Regions from separate parts of the Sus scrofa genome. Here region 1 is linked to region 2. Evidence: chromatin contacts called from public HiChIP or PLAC-seq data. All regions are on one chromosome and are shown on one strand. The core of a region is the stretch at or near the end of the contact, and the rest is flanking DNA. Distances in the headings are between cores, read along the strand shown. Region 1 holds the start of ASRGL1 (isoaspartyl peptidase/L-asparaginase). Region 2 holds the start of AHNAK (neuroblast differentiation-associated protein AHNAK).

The links. HiChIP or PLAC-seq counts read pairs in DNA pulled down with a chosen protein or histone mark.
Region 1: an H3K27ac HiChIP or PLAC-seq map of alveolar macrophages shows a contact between it and region 2. The contact joins the promoter of ASRGL1 here to the promoter of AHNAK in region 2. A contact is called at or near these places in 1 of 5 promoter capture datasets (fetal liver) and 1 of 2 datasets of contacts at active chromatin or transcription factors (alveolar macrophages).

What each region holds. Positions count from the first base shown.
Region 1 is chr2:9,351,845-9,355,946 of Sscrofa11.1, forward strand. It overlaps ASRGL1 (isoaspartyl peptidase/L-asparaginase), which reads right to left and starts at 1,540. Exons shown (of 7, transcript XM_005660800.3): 1 at 1,359-1,540; 2 at 576-779. The coding sequence starts at 768.
Region 2 is chr2:9,185,495-9,189,366 of Sscrofa11.1, forward strand. AHNAK (neuroblast differentiation-associated protein AHNAK) reads left to right here and starts at 1,490. Exons shown (of 10, transcript XM_013994215.2): 1 at 1,490-1,618.

The DNA of each region.
Region 1 (4,102 bases), core at 290-2,789, 170 kb after region 2:
GCTGTGGTGTAGGCCGGCAGCTCCAATTTGACCCCTAGCCTGGGAATCTCCATATGCCATGGGTGCAGCCCTAAAAAGAAAAAAAAAAGGAAAAAAAAAAAAAAAAAAAGACCACATGGCTTTTAAGATTCTGGCTGGTTCAGAAAGAGGTCTATTTATCTTGCAAGACAAGCCTCTTCTGTATGTTCCATGCTTATTAAACCTGCCACCTACCAACCTGGAGTGGTCTGCCTTTTTCTTCAGTTCCTCCCTGTTAGATTACACCTGGCAGCTTCTGAGATTACCACCCAACAGGAGCCAACCCCTGCCCCCTAAAAAGATGGAATAAAAAAGGCCCTTGGTATGTGAATTCTAAGAAGCCGGGTAAAGAAAATGGGGTGCAGAACGAATTTTACGGTTCTTTAAAGCAACTTGGTCAACAGGTAAGGAGAGAAAAATGGAATCTCTTCAGCATATTAGATTTTTACCATAAAGCAGAAGAGCTCCACTGAGAAAGGTCCTATTTATTTGGGGGTGGGGGTGGGGACAAGCTTACTCCGGTCTGGCAGCAGTTGCTGGCTGCAGGGCAAACCTACCTGCGTTGAACTCGGCATCGTCTTCCAGGACAACGACGGCTCCTTCCACAGCGTCAACGGCGCTCCCTCCTTCTTTGAGGATGTTGTAACCCACGGTGGCGGCTTTGACGATGCCCTGGCGGACCCGCTCTTTCCGGTCCTTGGAGATGCAGCTGGCTCCGCCGCCGTGGACCACGATGACGGCGGAATTCATGGCGACGGATCCTAGGGGTCAGGAAGATGAAAGTCGTTTCAAGCGGGCCCCAAACCGCACGGAGCTAACGTCTCCTGCTGGGGACAAGGTTCGGTTTCTACTGGGCAGGGGTGGGGTGGGATGCAAGGTTTACAGCCGCAGGCAAATTCCTGAGATCCAGGGAGTACGAAGGGCAGAGGCAGCGAGGCCTGAACTTTGCACGAAAAGCGCAGATCGCCCGGCCCCGGCCGGAGGCACCTGCCGGACTCGCGGTGGTGGGGCGATGCTCCCCTCCCCGGAGCCCGCACCCCCTCCTCGCCGCCTCCTCCGGGCTCAGAGTCCCCGGGAAACCCCGGCTCCCGTCCCAGGCTGGGTCCTCGGCCCGGGAGGGGCGGGGAAGGCGCCCGGAACCTCCGCTCCAGGCTTCCTCCCGGGTCCCACATCGGGCCTCGGTTTCCTGGGGAGACCCGTTCCCCGCTCCCACCCCCGCCGCGGAGTCAGGGGCGCCTGAGGTCGCGATCTCGCCGGCGCCCTCCCGCCTCCAGCGCCCGGCACCGCGACGGGTGCTTCCCCGGGTCTCTGGCGAGGCTCCCGCAGGGCCGTCCACCTACCAAGGACGGTGAAGGAGGCGGACGCCGGGGCTTCAGGCCGGGCGGAGTTGCCCGCCGGCCTCGGAACCTGCACAGCCCAGTCCCTCCCAGCGGAGCCACTCGGGAAACCGCTCTGCTCGCAACCACTGGACCCGCAACGGCTGCGCGCCTGCGCGCGAAGGCCGGGCCCCGCCCCGCGAATTACCGTAAAGCCTCTACTGGCGGCCGCAGCACAAGCTCTTCTGTCCGCGTCGCCACTGAGGGCTGGACTCCGGCTGTCCGGCTCCTAGGACAGGGGTTATGCTGGCTCTTCACGTATGCGAGCTACCCAGTGGGATGCAGGGCACTCCTCCTGCTTATGAAACTGGGATGGTGTGGTGGCGTTGGCGAGATGGGTGAAGTGATGCCTCGCTGCACACACTAAAATCCTTCTTCGGCCAGAAGTGTTTCCTAGCCTTGCTAGTTATTCTTTTAAACGCAATCTCTTCCTTTCAATGTTCTCTCCGCTTAACATTTGATAAAGAACAGAAAGATAAACTCTGTAATTGTTCTGGATCTGTGCCTGGGGTGCACTGAAGGGTCTGAAACCCCTCCTCTGAACCTCAGGATCCCAGCTGTAAATTCCTTCAACTACAAGTGCCCTGATTTTTTGTGGACACTTTTCCTCCTCCTTGTCCCAGAGCGTTCCTTTAAGGCTCTGACCCCCTAGATGATTGAACCAATCACCCGTATTCACCCCCCCCCCACCAAATTGCCCTAGATTACTGTTACCATGGCGACCTAAAAATAGAAGTTTACTTTTCTATCCCCTAAGGCAACTGTGAGATGCTAGATTAACGGCATGAACTTATGGATACATTATTCTATTATGTAAAATAGCCCACAAAAGCTCACGGGGCCTGAAGCTTTGACCTGGGAGACATAAGCAGCAGACACTACATGCAGAGAGCACAAAGTCCTTTTCTAAGTCCTTTTGTCAGAGTCCACAGCGATCTGGATGAGAAGCCATAAGCAACCCAAAGTATCTCATTGACTTTCTGACTGCTCTGGCTAACACAGCTCTGCATTTGGCAATTGTTGCTTATGAAATTTCCCCTAGACAGCCAGGAAGCTATGAAAGTGCTCTCAACACTGGACTGTTTCTCGCAAAAGGCACTCTAGAAACTTCTTTTTTTAAATTTTTTTTATTTTTTATTTTCCCACTGTATAGCAAGGGGGTCAGGTTATCCTTACATGTATACATTACAATTACATTTTTTCCCCCACCCTTTGTTCTGTTGCAACATGAGTATCTAGACAAAGTTCTCAATGCTATTCAGCAGGATCTCCTTGTAAATCTATTCTAAGTTGTGTCTGATAAGCCCAAGCTCCTGATCCCTCCCACTCCCTCCCCCTCCCATCAGGCAGCCACAAGTCTCTTCTCCAAGTCCATGATTTTCTTTTCTGAGGAGATGTTCATTTGTGCTGGATATTAGATTCCAGTTATAAGTGATATCATATGGTATTCGTCTTTGTCTTTCTGGTTCATTTCACTCAGGATGAGATTCTCTAGTTCCATCCATGTTGCTGCAAATGGCATTATGTCATTCTTTTTTATGGCTGAGTAGTATTCCATTGTGTATATATACCACATCTTCCGAATCCAATCATCTGTCGATGGACATTTGGGTTGTTTCCATGTCCTGGCTCTTGTGAATAGTGCTGCAATGAACATGCGGGTGCACGTGTCTCTTTTAAGTTTTTTTTGTTTTTTTTTGTTTTTTTTTTTACTCTAGAAACTTCTTTCTCTTTCTTCTCTGGGTAGTTGCATCTGTGTGTCATAATCAAGTTGTGGCTGATCTGCAGCTACTTGGAAGACCAGCCTTCATCCCTCTGTCCCTGGGGTACCTCTTAGGGACCCAGTTTGACAGCACAAGCCAGGGGATGAAGATAAACTCAACATCTGTCTAAAGTCAAGGCCCTGGAAAGGAGGCCTGCCTCAGCCCAAAATGTGCCATACTGTAACCTTGACCAGGAAACCCGCAGTTCCTCCTGCTACGATTGCAACTTGACTGGATTTGCTTTTTGAGAAAAGACGTTAAGGTTTCAGTCTGCTGGACAACTCCTAACTCTGTCGCTGCTTTTTCTTAACTCTTCAAATAGTACATTTTGGTTCAAAATGCGGCATGAACCAAAGCGTAACTTTATATGGGGTCAGCAAGACCCAAATTTGTTAAACTGGCTTCCCCAAGAAGATAAGCTGGCTGTGTCGGTAACAGTCTCAAGAGGTCTTAGAAGGAAATGAGACCCTGAGTGATATGGGTCCCCTTCTCTTCTGTTGTTACAGCCTTGAAAGAGAGGGACAGATAAGCAGCCGCTTCTGTGCTGATAGATAAGGTGGGGGAATTTCACCAAGGATGTGGGCACCGGTCATGTCCTGGGGCTGCACAGTCAACATTAGGATCCACCTGGGGGACGGTGCCCCCAGTCCTGAACCCTGACCCCTGTGATGGGAAGGGTGAGAACCATGTAACCCAGCCATAGTCTCAGACTTTATCCAGTGTCAGAATCACTGTGGTTGCCAAGAGGGAGAGGGTTGAGAGATGGTTGGAGTGGGAGAGGGGGAGGCTGAGGTTAGCAGATGTGAGCTATTATATAGAGAATGGATAGACAACTGTATAGCACAGGGAACTATATGCAATATCTTTTTAATTGTTTTTTAGGGCCACACCCGAGGCATATGGAGGTTCCCAGGCTAGGGGTCAAATTGGAGCTGTAGCCACAGC
Region 2 (3,872 bases), core at 240-2,739:
CCTTGTGCGTGCTCGCGCCTTTCGCAGGGCGTGGCTGCCGGGGTGGAGGTGGCGAGGTCCCTCCAGGGAGCCTGCTGCTGAGTGCCCTGCTCCGTAGAGTGGGTTTGTGGAAAGGCAGGGTGGGATCCTCCCATGGCAATGTGCTCCTTCGAGAATGACTTGGACTTTCCAGAGAAAAAGGGATCCAGCTAGTTACCTCTGCGTCCCCAGCATAGCGCTGGGCTCCCAATAATCCACCCCCCACCCCACCCCAGCAATAACTGGTTTTGAAAGTTTTCTCTACTAGACTCCAGCCCCTGACTGTAGGATCCCGTGCTCTTCTGGGTGCAGCCTAACAAGTGATAGGAACTGGGTTGATTTTTGTGGGACACAGTGATGCCTGGGGTGCAGGGGCTGGGGGGTGGTGGCCTGTGGCTACAGGTGAAGTCAAGGGAGTGGGGAGGAGGGAAGGAGGGAGGCTGAAGATGCCTTGGAAGGCCTTTTAGGGCCTCCTTGCCTGTGCTGGGTCTAAATTAGGGGAGTAGCTTCTTTTTTGTTGGCTGTCCCTGCGGCATGGGCATGCGGAAGGTCCTGGGCCAGGGATCGAACCCAGGTCGCTGCAGTGACAAGGCCAGATCCTTAACCTGCTGCACTACAAGGGAACTCCTGGGGAGTCAATTCTGCTTTCATTCTCCTGCCCCCCATAAGGGTGATCCCAGGGGCAGGGTGTGGCACTCACTTCCTTTTCGAAGCTGAATGGGGAAGCTTCCTAGTCCCTGGCCCCCAGGGATGCTGGGCTGGGCCAGAACTTGGCTTGCGTGTGGAGTGGGAAGTAGAAGGGAGTCCCAGCCTTAGGGGTACTGCCTTGTTCCTAGCTGTGCGATGAGGGGGACTGGGGAGAGGACCTGGGACCGTGAGAGCTGGACTAGCAGAGGACGAGGGTTCTGGAATATCGCTAGCGAGGACTGGAGGGTGTCTGAGCCCCTCCCCAAAGCCCTGTCCTTAAAGGTTATCTGCTGGGACATTGTTCAGAGAACCGGGACACACGGGGAGCCACCAAAGTCCCGTGGGGCTTAGTGCTACTCTGGGGTCCTGGCCCGGGTTACCTTTTGAAGAGCTAACCCCGCAGAGCCGAGGGTTTGCTTCAGGAGGGCGAGGCTCCAGGTCCAGGGATCTAAGTGGGACACAAGAGAGCGATCTGTGGGAGACCTGTGGAGGGAGAAGGCCAGCATCGGTCAAAGGCAGGGAATAGGCTGGGGGTCCCTGGGGTCACCTTAGTCCCAGGGGGCCGTGGGTGGAGGTGCCCGGGCACTGCCGGGCTGGATTCCTTAGCTCATTTGCAATTGGCTGGCTGGCCCTGGCAGAGCACGCCACTCAGAGCCTGAGGAGCTGGTTTGAGGGGTTGGGGCAAAGCTGTGGGGGTGGTGGGGGTGGGTGGGGCTCTGGGGTGTGGTCACCACCTTCCTGGGAACTTGGGAACCGCCTGGGGACAGGCAGACAGACTGGGAGAGCTAGTCGGACTCCTGCCCTGCTGGGAACTCTCCCCTGCTGGCTCTGTGTCCCCCACCCCCCACTCCCAGAAGCCCCCAGCTTCTCTCCCTGGAGCAAGGCTGACCGTTTGCGCATGCCCTGGAGAGAGGTTAGAATGGGACCTTTTGGTGGGTGGGTATGTAGGGCCTTCTGCTCTTCCTTTGGTCCCCCATGGGCTTCATCCAGACGCCCAGGGAGGGCAGCTGGCATTTCCCTGAGCTGCAACCATCCCACTGGGTTCCCAGGCCTTCCTGAGCATGCGCAGTTTCCTCCAGCCCTGGGCAAGCCTGCGGAGGTGTGGGGGCCCCGTGGGTGGGCCACAGCGGGCTCAGCAGGAGTGTGTGTTTTGATGGAGCCCCTCTTCTTCATCAGGGGGACAGCTGGGCTGGGCTTGGGTCTGGGGTTGCTCTTTCACCGTGGTGTCAAGTCCCTGTAACCACTTGTGTCATAGCAGCGAGATACGTGTTATTACCTATGAGGGGGGTGTCTCCGGCTGTGCGTGGTGGTCCTGGATGTGTCACCTCTGCTTGCCTCTGGGGCTCACGGGGCAGAGGACAGCAATGGCACTCCGCCCTGGTGGTGGAGGTTTCTTGGGGCTGCAGGGGTTGTAGGTAAGGACTAAAGTAAGTTTCTCCGGCCCAGAGGGGTTCGGGGGTCCCGGGGTTTGTGTCCGGAAGCCCCAGAGAGAGGGTGAGCACAGCCCTGGGATGAGGCCCTGGCCGATGGAGTCCGAGCGAGGCGCTGCACACGGCCGGTCAGGGAGGGGCATCCTGCTCGGTCCCCGGGGGCCGGAGCGGAGGTTCTAGGGGAAGGGGAAGCGCCTGGCTTTGCGTCCTGGCCGGGCTGGGGGCGGCTCTTTGGCAGCTGGGCCGAGTGGCCGGGCCCCAGCCCCTGCACTAGCGAAGCCCCGCCACTGGGCGGAGAGCTTGGCCTCCGCCTGGGCGGAGGGCGGCTCCCAAACTGATCCACCCCCCAGGGTGAGACTTCGCCGCTCTCCTCGCCCCGGCTCCTCCCGCCCCCGCAGGAAGACAACCCCCTCCGAGCTGGGGTCTTAATCCCTGGTGTTGTGGGTCAAAGCCCATTCTTTTCTGGCGCGGTGATCAGGCGTGGAGACTTCCTGCTGGGGAATGTAAGCTGTCCCCAGTTCCTGCCACAAAGAGAGGGGAGTCCCTCTTAGGGAACGAAAAAGGGATTTCTCTCCCCGCAGGAAGCATGAACTTGGAGCTCTGGGACTAGGAGTGGGAGGGGCCAGGGGACAGAGGTGGGGACAGGCGGCAGGGCGGAGCCCAGAAATCCGCCGCCGGCTGGGGTGGGGGTAGGGAGCTGCCCTGGAGGTCGAGGTGCCAAAAAGTCCAGCGTGAGGGTGAGGGGCCGCGGGTGGATGAGGCTGGAAAAACTTCCTCCTGGTAGGAGGTGTGGTTTGGAGCAATGTCATTTGCCGAGAGCATGTAGCTGGGAAGTTGTGGAGTAGAACTGGAAGCCCAGTTACTGCGGAACCTGCCGCCCAGAACTGACTGCTGTGTATCCCCAGCAGCCAGGTGCCAGGGAGGAGCTAGGCAGGTGCTCACGGCGGCGGGAGGTGCAGACTCTGGGCGCCAGGTTAACAGGTAATAGGCTCGTCCATGATGGGCAGGGCCTGGCGCTGCCCAGACAGGTGTCTTCTGGGAGCTGGTGAAGGCAGCGGCTGTAGGCCTGCTCTGGGCTGTGAGGAGCTGCTGCTGGATCTGGGGCTGCTGTATGTCTGTGTGCACGGGTTGTGAGCATCCTTGTGTGGCTTTTTTGGCTGTTTCTCTAGCGCCCATGTCTTGCGTCATGTCTGTCAAATTCTCCCCGATAATTGCACCTCCCCAACACAAGCATCCTATTCAAGTGGAAAGTGTCCCTTGGGGAGTTCCCGTTGTGGTGCAATGAGATTGGCGGCATCTTGAGAGAGGCGGGACACAGGTTCGATCCCTGGCCTGGCACTGTGGATTAAGTAAGGATCTGGTGTTGTTGCAGCTACTGCTTAGGTTGAGACTGCGGCCCGGATCTGATCCCTGCCTTGGGAGCTCCACATGCTGCGGGGTGGCCAAAAAAAAAAACAAAAAACAAAGTGCCCCTTAGGGTGTGCCACCCAGAATCAGCTGACTCAAAGCTCTTGGTGCCAGCTGTGAAGATAACTGTGCAGTTAGGCTCCAGTTAGCATGGGGCACGTTGTTTTCCAGACAGAGGTCGGGCAGTTGCACACGTGGAGGTCGGCTTGGAGGCTTCGGTCCTGGGAGAGAGGCCGGCCTCGTGTTCCTCTTTGTTCCTCTGGACTGGGGATCTGCCTGTCGTGACTGTTCCCATTTTCCAGCCAGTAGAATTGTTTGCCTTGCTCTGCC